3 separate regions of the Zea mays genome follow, and all the other regions are linked to region 2. The links are chromatin contacts, called in public Hi-C maps. All regions are on one chromosome and are shown on one strand. The core of a region is the stretch at or near the end of the contact, and the rest is flanking DNA. Distances in the headings are between cores, read along the strand shown. Region 1 has its middle 3.5 kb from the start of TRNAE-CUC. Region 2 holds the start of LOC100191684. Region 3 holds the start of LOC100274986.

The links. Hi-C and Micro-C count contacts between places; a contact is called where the count stands out from the background.
Region 1: a Hi-C map of leaf mesophyll shows a contact between it and region 2, with 5 times the contacts expected there. The contact joins the enhancer-like site here to the promoter of LOC100191684 in region 2. A contact is called at or near these places in 9 of 25 Hi-C or Micro-C datasets (ear, leaf, leaf mesophyll and 2 more).
Region 3: a Hi-C map of leaf shows a contact between it and region 2, with 4 times the contacts expected there. The contact joins the promoter of LOC100274986 here to the promoter of LOC100191684 in region 2. A contact is called at or near these places in 7 of 25 Hi-C or Micro-C datasets (bundle sheath, ear, leaf and 1 more).

What each region holds. Positions count from the first base shown.
Region 1 is chr5:53,191,381-53,194,958 of Zm-B73-REFERENCE-NAM-5.0, forward strand. No RefSeq gene overlaps it. Among protein-coding and RNA genes, the nearest start is that of TRNAE-CUC, 3.5 kb to the left of the region's middle. Within about 2 kb of position 2,226, at least 8 of the 20 cell types and tissues checked have an H3K27ac peak or open chromatin away from gene starts, as enhancers often do. A contact at or near this core is called in leaf and leaf mesophyll, where this site is marked.
Region 2 is chr5:53,564,163-53,567,600 of Zm-B73-REFERENCE-NAM-5.0, forward strand. LOC100191684 reads left to right here and starts at 1,616. Exons shown (of 2, transcript NM_001137113.1): 1 at 1,616-1,937; 2 at 2,036-3,108. The coding sequence starts at 1,686. The coding sequence ends at 2,791.
Region 3 is chr5:53,129,509-53,132,947 of Zm-B73-REFERENCE-NAM-5.0, forward strand. LOC100274986 reads left to right here and starts at 2,176. Exons shown (of 4, transcript NM_001149214.2): 1 at 2,176-2,873. The coding sequence starts at 2,784.

The sequences.
Region 1 (3,578 bases), core at 976-3,475, 370 kb before region 2:
TGTCACACATGCAGTGAAGGTGTGCTTAACTCTTCTCCTGTGCTTTCACCTTGCAAGGTGACCATGTTGGAAATCTGGCCACTGGACGAAAGCAATACAGACGTATGCGTTTGGACACGAGAAAGGAACTTGGTGCTGGAAAGACACAGCTTTTCTGGTACATACAGTAGTATAAGGTAACAAATGATTGAGCTAATCACGGCATTATCGTGAGCAATTGTTGCCATCCCAACAACCTGGGCCATGCCGTAATTTCTACCTTACTTATTCAAACAATCTCCTCCTAAAGACTACGCTAACTTTACAATGCCGATCTCATGACGGAGCTCCTGGAAGCGAATGCGCCCGAGCGCCTTTCTAAGCAGCTGTTGTTCAGTCCCGACGAACTCAACGTCGATTAGCTTCCTGTCGCAGCATTCCCGAATGAAATGGAACTTCACATCTATGTGTTTGCTCCGGTCATGATGCACATGATTCTTCATCAATGCGATGGCGGACTTGTTGTCCACCTTGAGCTTAGGTCGCTCCTCCGACGAGCTCAGCTAGCAATCGAGCCAACCAAACTGCCTCGCACGCAGCTCCAGCAGCCGCGATGTATTCTGCCTACCATGAAGACAAGGCAACCACCTTCTGCCGACTGCCATGCAATCGGTCCTCCTGCAAGGAAAAAAATGAGCCCGCTGGTGCTCTTCTGATCGTTGATGTTACCAGTGAGATTATCGGAGTACCCCAGCAACTTCGAAGTGCCTTCATTCTTTCTTCCTAGATGATAGTGCAGACCCCAATGCACCGTACCTGCCACGTAGCGAAAAATGTGTTTGACAGCAACGAGGTGCTCTTCTCAGGCGCTTCCATGAACCGGATGAGGTACCCTACTGCATATGCTAGGTTCGGCCTGGAGTTGCACAGGTACCTCAAGCTGCCGATCAAGCTGCGGTATTCGGTGGCGTCCACGCTCGGTGTTTCACCATCCTTGAGTAGCTTCAGCTTCATCTCCATGGGCGTGGCACTCGAGTTACACCCAGCCAGCCCCGCCTTCTCAAGAATCCTTGTTGCGTAGGCGCTCCGCCGGAGTGTGATGCCATTAGGCCCTTGCGTGACCTCCAGTCCAAGGTAGTAGGACAAGAGGCCGAGGTCACTCATGCGGAATGTGTTCATCATCTGCACCTTGAACTTGTTCACTGCACCTGCATCACCTCCAGTAATGATTAGATCGTCGACATACACGCCTACGATCAAGCGCGCGACTCCTTTTCCACGGGTATACATCCCATGTTCGTTGATGTAGCGAGCGAAGCCGAGCCCCATCAACGAGGCGTCTAGCTTCTGGTTCTAGGCCTGTGGAGCCTGACGGAGTCCGTACAACGCCTTATGGAGTCGAAGCACCTTGTGCTTGTTCTTGCCATTGACGAACCCTGGGGGCTGTTGAACGTACACCTCCTCCTGGAGTTCACCGTTCAAGAACGCTGACTTCATGTCCATATGGTGAACGCCCCAGCCATAGAGCGCAGCGATGGCAAGAAGCAGTCGCACAGATTCGAGTCGAGCGATTGGTGCGAAGACCTCGTCGAAGTCGATGCCAGGTTGTTGTACGTAGCCTTAGGCGACGAGGCAGGCCTTGTACTTGACAATGTTGCCATTCTCATCACACTTCACTTTGTACACCCATTTGAGTCCTATGGCGTGGTGACCACGTGGGAGCTCAACCAGCGACCACGTCTTGTTGTCGCGGATCGAGGACAACTCGTCCTCCATCGCGGCAACCCAATTTGGATCACTGTCGGCCTCCTTCAAAGTTCTGGGCTCCTCCATGCTCACGGTGTGTAGTTCAGCCTCCTCGACGTCGTGGTGCACCAGCCCGGGTGCTGCACCAACGCTATGGATGTTGTCCAGCATCCGATACTGGAGCTCCCTCCTCCCTTCATCAGCCTCAAAATTCAGGTCAGTGGTGAGCGGCATTGCGAACTCGATGCGTGGCCCGGCAGCAGGTGTTGCTGGTAGTGGAGTCTCGGTTCGTGGAGCAGGCGATGGTGAGGTTGGTGCAGATGACGTCGTAGGTCCGTTTGTAGAAGGTGGTGCGCCCAGTGAAGACGGTACGGTGTGCCCGGCAAAGGCAAACTGGGCACAACCACCTCGACGCGGCTCCGGCTCCTTGGGTCATAGTCATACTCCATCGTGAAGGAGTCGTCGCTGTCCGCTGTCGACGCTTCTCCCCAATCCCAGCATGCGCCCTCATCAAAGACGGTGTCGCGTGAGACATGAACAGGCTTGGTGATAGGGTCGTAGAAACAGTATGCCTTTGACCTGTCCTGATAGCTGATGAAGACGACTTTCTACCCGCGGTCATCAAGCTTGCTGAGGTGTGGATGCAGGTTCTTGATGTAGGCAAGGCACCCGAACACCTTGAGGAAGTGCACGGGCGGTTTCTTCTTGTACCACGCATGGTACGGTGTCAGCCCATTAAGCGCGCTGGTGGGCACCTGGTTTAGGAGGAAGATAGCGATGTGCACTGCCTCTCCCCAAAAATGTCCCGGCATACGACACGCACGCAGGATGCTCCTTGCCGTGTTCACAACCATCTGGTTTCGACGCTCGACAACGCTGTTTTGCCGTGGCGAGTACGGCGTCGAGAAGTGTTGATGAATCCCCTCTCCTGCATAGTATTTGCCAAACTGCACAGACGTGAGCTCACCACCATTGTCGGTATGAAGTACCTTCGTCTTCTTGCTGGTTTCGCGCTCGACATGCGCCTGGAATGCCATGATCGCTGTCGGTGCATCTGCCTTCGAGCGCAACAGCGTGAGCCACATGTAACGGCTCATGTCGTCGACCAGGAGAAGGAAGTAGGCATTCCCGACCGGTGTTGATGGCGAGATCGGACCACAGAGGTCACCATGTACAAGTTCGAGCTCCTCCTCAGCCCGGTACTTGACAGCCTACAGAAACGGTGTCCTCTTTTGCTTCACCAGTACGCAGTCCTCGTAGACCTACTCGATGTGGTCGATCGCCAGCAGCCCCTTCACCATCTCATCGCGCCTGAGGTTGCACTGTGCTTGGAAGTTGAGGTGGTCATAGCGCTCGTGCCAGCGCCACACCATGTCACCGACCCGTGCGGTGAGGCACACCGGGGCAACAACGTTCAAGTCGAGGAAGTAGAGCCGGCTTGGTGAACGGTGCACCTTCGCCAACAGCTGCCGTTGCAGGTCATAGAGGCATAGGATGCTGGGCTCGATGTCGACCTTGAACCCGTCCTCATCCATCTGGCCAAGGCTCACGATGTTGGTGGTGAGATGTGGGATGTAATAGACCCCATCAAGTCGATGGTGCTCGTCGGTCTTGCATGCGAAGAGGACGGTGCCTTTGCCCTCGATGTCGACCACCGAGTCGTCGCCAAATTTTACGGTGCCGGTGACGCTGGTGTTCAGCTCGGCGAAGACTGCACGCGTCCCCATCATGTGGTTCGTCGTGTCGGTGTCAAGCACCCAGCGATGAGATCCCCGGCCTCCTTTTCTTCCTCGCTGAGGTGGAGGAGAACCTTGCGCTCGATGAGGTGGACGCAGGCTTGTGGTTCAGCAGTA
Region 2 (3,438 bases), core at 366-2,865:
TTGGTTGATATTCAAATTTAGCATCCTAGTGGTGTTTGTGAAATGGTTCTATAGATTTAGAGTCAAGGGGAGATTTGTTGGAATATGCCTCTTATTCCTTTTATATATTTGGAATATGCTTTCCTGTACGCCTATAAATATAGGCCCTCCCTGTAACTTGTACTATGCGGTTGATAGTTGATCTATTTTCTCGTGGTTGTTTGCTCCTCTATATTGAAGGAGATTTTTTCACGTAAATCTTTGTGTCTATTTTATTTCCCTGACAATAGGTTTTTCTTCTAGATCCTCATCAGGGATAGACTCGATATAAGAAACCTTCTATGAAGGAAAAAAACAAGGCTCTTGATTACTATATCTGCGTTTTATGCAATTCAGGTTCTGAGGGGGCTAGTTTCCACCTCTCATTTAAATGTTCTTTGAGTCAATCTTGCTGGAACACAATTTCCATCAGTCGGAACCTGAGTCTGCAACCTTTAGACACACGATCACTGAGGCTAGAACAAGTTTTGACAGTCCCATTTTCAGAGAGATTTTCATCGCTCCTTGTTGGATCATCTGGACTACAAGAAATGAAGTTCTTTTGCTTTTTTTGAAAATAACCACATTAACCTAAATACTTGAAAAGCTCAATTCAAAGAGGAACTCTGTTTGATGTGTATCAAAGGCAAGGAAAGCCGATCGACAAGGTCCCCTCATTCTTTAGAGAGAGAGCTATAGTTAGGCCTTCTCGTTTGTTTCTTTTTGGGCCAGAAAGCCTTGTCTCCTTTGTAGCTTTACATTTGTATATAGTTCTTTTGTTAATGAAAACATAAAATTTAGGCAGGGAGCTCCTGTGCCGACTTGCTAAAAAAACTATGTCACTTAGGTTTACATTAAAAAAAAATGCATTTTTGAATACCTAAACTCGTTAAACGGTGCACTATAGGTTCATACTAACTGACCCCAGCCTTCTGATTCCCTCTTATTGTCATGCTGACCCAAGTCTGATTGACGCAGTTGATCCCTTCCCCTCAATGTTCCTCATCTGCGTGTCGCTGTGCCGCGCTGCCATTGATCGAGACCTTATCATCCGTATGGCACAAGAGCTAATGTAGCAGTACCCATGACACCTTATCACTTACACTTAAGGATATAGAAATCTATTTTTAAAGTTTGTAAACCTAATTAACATACACTTACAAAGTCGACGGTCTTAACTCTACACTAGAGTAATATACAGTAGGTAGTCCATGTGTGCTGGATCATAAGCTAGATTTGAGTAAATGCTTTATACTGATAGTATTATTGACAACACAAGAGCAACATATCACTGATTTAGATAAACTTCAGTTACTCCACTAAACACAGTATGTCATGTTCATGTCATGGTCTGAGTGTCTGACCATGGGTGGTCCCCTACAAAACAAAACAAAAGCGGCCAGCACGACCACAGGAGGGGCCAGCGAGGAGTGGCACCTGGGCGTGCCACGCGTGCACTCGGCATCTCCATAGCCCCAAGTCACCAATGGGAGGAGACTCCTTATCCGATGCTCTTATCCTGCGTTCTGTGGCCTCTGCTCAGCTGCTCGTAGATGGCGACAAACTCACCCGCCCTCACAAAGCGCCCTTCACGACACGCACCCACCCACCAGACAGACAGAGGAGAGGAGAAAGGGCAAAAGGCAACACCGCCCGCGACGACCACGATGGCAGCCTCGCTCCAAGTCCAAGCCGCGGCCACCTTGATGCAACCGGCCAAGATCGGCGGCCGGGCGCCGTCCGCCTCGCTGCCGTCGTCCCGCCCGTCGTCGCAACTCGCCAGGGCGTTCGGCGTCGACGCCGGCGCCGCCAGGATCACGTGCTCCCTCCAGTCCGACGTCAGGGACGTCGCCAGCAAGTGCGTCGACGCCGCCAAGCTCGCCGGCTTCGCGCTCGCCACCTCGGCGCTCCTCGTCTCGGTAAGTATAAGATAAGCGTGCATTATCAGCAAGCTTACGCTTACCTGTGCCTGCTCCTCAACAACGTCGATCGAAGCTGATGACACGTGTGTGCGCAGGGCGCGAGCGCGGAGGGCACGCCCAAGAGGCTGACCTACGACGAGATCCAGAGCAAGACGTACCTGGAGGTGAAGGGCACGGGCACGGCGAACCAGTGCCCGACCATCGACGGCGGCGTGGACTCGTTCCCGTTCAAGCCCGGCAAGTACCAGATGAAGAAGCTGTGCCTGGAGCCGACGTCCTTCACCGTCAAGGCGGAGGGCATCGCCAAGAACGCGCCGCCCGAGTTCCAGAAGACCAAGCTCATGACCCGCCTCACCTACACGCTGGACGAGATCGAGGGCCCGCTCGAGGTCGCCTCCGACGGCACCCTCAAGTTCGAGGAGAAGGACGGCATCGACTACGCCGCCGTCACCGTGCAGCTCCCGGGCGGCGAGCGCGTGCCCTTCCTCTTCACCGTCAAGCAGCTCGTCGCCACCGGCAAGCCGGACAGCTTCGGCGGGCCCTTCCTCGTGCCCAGCTACCGCGGCTCCTCCTTCCTCGACCCCAAGGGCCGCGGCGGCTCCACCGGATACGACAACGCCGTCGCGCTCCCCGCCGGAGGCAGAGGCGACGAGGAGGAGCTCCAGAAGGAGAACATCAAGAACGCCGCCTCGTCCACGGGCAACATCACGCTGAGCGTCACCAAGAGCAACCCGGACACCGGCGAGGTCATTGGCGTATTCGAGAGCGTGCAGCCGTCGGACACCGACCTCGGGGCTAAGGCGCCCAAGGATGTCAAGATCCAGGGGGTCTGGTACGCGCAGCTCGAGTGATTCGTTTTAACTGTTAGAGGCGTCGGACCGTCATGGAGAACTTTTGAGAGAGGAGGAGGAATCGTGTATGTAACTATTAATGCAAATTCGGGCTGTTGGTTTTTAATTTCAGTTTGGGTTTCTTCTTTCTTTCTTGTGTACTCCAGTGGACTCCCGTGTGCAAACACGAAGAGTGGCTGTTTGACACCAGAGATTAATTGTTACTTCCTCCGTCTCAGATTATAATATATTTTGATCTTTTTAGATACACTTTTACTATATACTTAAACAGAAGTATATATTCAGATGCACATAAATATGGTAATGGATCACGATCTAAATATTTCTTCGTAATAAGTTAGACCCTTAATTAATTTAAGTTCAAAAGTAAATAGGAATAAAGCTCGATCCTAATCTGATTCAGTTCTTAAATTTTATAGTGTAAAATTTAGGGATCTAATTTAGTTCTTAAATTTTATAGAGTAAAATTTAGAGCTTGTTGTCATTCTAGATGAACACCATTTTATTATTTAAAATGGAGAAAAATATGTAGTTATATAAAAAATAGTCAGAAAAAGCTAGCTAAGCTCACACTAACATACTAGCTGAGCACAAGAGCTAAATAATCCATTGCTATAAACATACGAACCTGTTAGCCAAGCATCTAA
Region 3 (3,439 bases), core at 926-3,425, 430 kb before region 2:
TCTGTCATCGGTTCTGGATGGGATTCCGGCCGGATCTGGGTATCTTCCGGCCCAAGCTCGCGGCGGCCTGCTTGAAGGGAGTGGTCCCGCCGCCGACCCGCATCTGCTGCTGCTGCTCGGCCTCCTGCCGGCTCGTGGACGGCCGCGACACCGCCAGCAGCGGCAGCAGCATCCGCCGTCGCACCACCGCTGCAGCCTTCAGCTCAGCCGGCGCCTCGGCCGATGAACACGGCGGGGTGAGCAGGAGGAGGACGAACGCCGCCAGCAGCAGCGCCGGACACACCACGGCCCTGCTCCTGCTGCTACGGCCCATCATATCTGCACTTGCTTCTGCAGAGACCAGCGTGCGGTGTGCTCTAGAGGCAAGGATAGATCGAGCTAGGAGAGACTGTGGGGAGTTGGCTAGAGCCCTAGAGGGAGTATAGAGCACTACTAGTACTGTGTCATTCCACTAGCTTGCATGCATGTACTCTAGACTCTAGAGTAGTAGCAAGCGGCGTCGTTAGCATGTACTCTAGAGTGCCTGCCGTGGGAACTCATGTGCTGCTTCCTGCCTTTGTTTTTCCCGCATCGTCCCAAACTGGGCGCCATGTGCTGCATCTTTGACTGCGTCGACTGGCATGACGCCGCTAGCTAAAAGCCTAAAACTAAAACCAGCGGGGGTTAGTTGGCGTCGACGGAATCACGGAAGGCAAGGGAAGGGGAAGATGTCAGTGGGCCACTTCGCCTCAGACTGGTTTTACACACGGATTAAAGAACCCTTCTGATGACGGTGGTCGGTAGTACTCTGTTCTGTTCTAATCACTAACCGTCAGGCTGCGTAACGCTACCTGCACGGAGGCTGCACTGCTGCAGCCACCAACATGCTCTGCGCTGAGTTTCAAAGCGGTTTTTTCTTCGGACGGAACCAAAGTCTGAACCACAGCTGTGCTGAGTTTCAGAGCAGAGAGATCATTGCACAAAGACAGACAGGGCGCCAAAAAGGCACGGAGTCATTCGTCAAGCGACCACCGCACCACACATCTGTTCTGTTCGCCGGCGTGGGAAGGCGCCGTGCGTGCGTGCACGCCTTACGCCTTACACCTTGATAGAATAATAAAAAAAAACGGGCCGGAGGATCAGCCAGAGACAGCCGTGCCTCTTGGCTGGAAAGCGGAGCTCCTTTTCCCCGGCGCCCCGATGGGTGGTTTCGGTACGGCGGCGTGCGGCGCCACCGCCCCGCGCTACGCGTGGCCTGCCCCCAGCCGGCGAGCACGGGCTCCGGCTACCTTTGCCACAGTTCGTGGCTAACTGTGTCACACTTTAACTAAGATTAATCGTTCGAGTTAAAGAATTAATCTTAATAAGAAAAGTTAGATAAAATGTGGCGAGTTAGGTAGCGAACCAAACAGAGTCCGCGCGCGTGACTATGGACACTACCTAATTATATAGGGTACCGACAGCCGTGACGAATCTAGCCAACAACATTGTTGAAGTCAGCAAGACCAGATTTAATACATGATACAAATTTTCTTAAACTTTAACAATATTTTTCTAAAGAATTCATAAATTTTATCGGGTCAGCCAAACACCCCTAGTCCGGTCCCTGACCGACAGTTTCACTGCCGGCAAATTAGGGGTCTGTTTGGTTCAGCTTTTTTCTGACCAGCTTTTCTAAAAATCTGGCTGTGGAGAGAATCTGGATGTGGGGAGAATCTGAGTATCATTACGATTACGTGTGGAGGAAGATAAAGTTATTCATAAGGCTCAGGATCTAGAAAGTGACGGATTCCTACTGTTACAACGACTCAACCGATTATGTGTTTATGTTAATTTTTGATGGTTTTTGTCCCAATAAATTTTATAGAAGCTGCCTGAAAAGTTAAACGTTTGACAGTCCGTAACAGCTTTTGGTGGCCAGAAGCTGCCAGAATCCGAAACAAAGGCCCTAGATGAGATGAGGCATCAGCCGCATCTGATCTGAATTGTTGTATGCAGCGTATGATTGGATCACTGGACACGTTACTAGTGCATACTCCCTCCGTTTTTATATATTTGACGTTGGTATGCGCCCATGCCCCTGGGCTCTGGCCACATATGTACACAGGCGCAAGTAACGCAATATGAGATCATGCCGTGGTCTGGGAAGAAGCAGGAGCGGGGATGGGCATCTGCTGGTTCATCCGGCCTGCCTGCCCCTATATATATTATACAAACAAGTGCCGACGAGGTTGATGGGAGGATCTGTTGCCAGTCTTGGATGCATGCTACTGAACGTGAACATGTAAATATCTGTACGTCTGCAAAGGCAGCTGCAGCAGAGAGGGGAGGGGGGAAATTCCAATCTCAGCAAACAGTTCCTGCCAGTTTCAGATCCAGATGCCAAAGAACAAGGCCCCCCAAACCGGACGCTCTATTTTCTAGTTTCTACAGCATAGTACTGCCGAAACAACACGCATCACTGGAACTTCCTGATCGACGACCCAGGTTTGGGAGCCTCCAAGAACTTGCAACGGCCTGTGCCGCTCGGTTCCATCTCCTCGGTCTTCCGTTTCCGGCTTGGGCGGCGAGAAGAGAAGGCGCCGCGGGCAGCGGCTGCCGGGGTTGCGCTTATACGCGAGCGCGCCTGGCCGCCTGCTCAGGGGGTGAAACGGGCCGGTAAGAACGGGAAGTGTTAGCCCAGAAAAGGCCCATCTACCTGTGAACATGGATCGCGGTGAACGCCCGCGACGCCTTCCCCGGCCGCGGCGGCCTCCCCGCCCGCACAGCCACTGGCCGTGACGGAGCGGCCCCTCCCGTTCCTCATGGATTCGCGCGCGTTCTTCCTTTCTGGGCGAGGGCGACCACCGGAAGGCAGCAGCCGGCAACCGCGACTGTTGACATTTGCGTTAGAGGTTGGTGCTGTGCTTTTTTTTTTTTGCTAGGGCTTGCTGGTGTTAGGCGTTGTGCATTGTGAAAATTGTCGGGCTGTTAGGATTTTGTAATCTGGGGAAGTGTGCATTGCTTATGGTCTTGCTTCCACCATTGTGCTGCTGTGGTTGCTCTAGGACTGCTGGAAACCATGTAGGCTTACGCATCATATTGTTGTGGACGGAGGAGGGAACCAAAACTGGAATCAAACAATACCGACTATGCTTTAAGTTAGATTACGAACACCGCTGATTCATAAATTGCCCCCTCTCAGAGCAATAACAGTAAGCTAAAATTCTGAAGAATGGTATATCTTGTCCCCCTTCACAGATTATTTTTTTTTTAAAAAACAGCGAAGTCCATCTTTCTTCCTCAATTATGCTATCTATACAACAATCTTTTAAATACGTGCATCTGTACACCTAGTTCTAGAAATGTTTGTGAATTAATTGATAGCTGAATATGCCTTCAAAGTGCTTTCACTGTTCCTGCAATTGAACTTGAGTGCTATAGGTTTCAGATAAGAAGAGGGAAGCTCATAGCTGTGAGC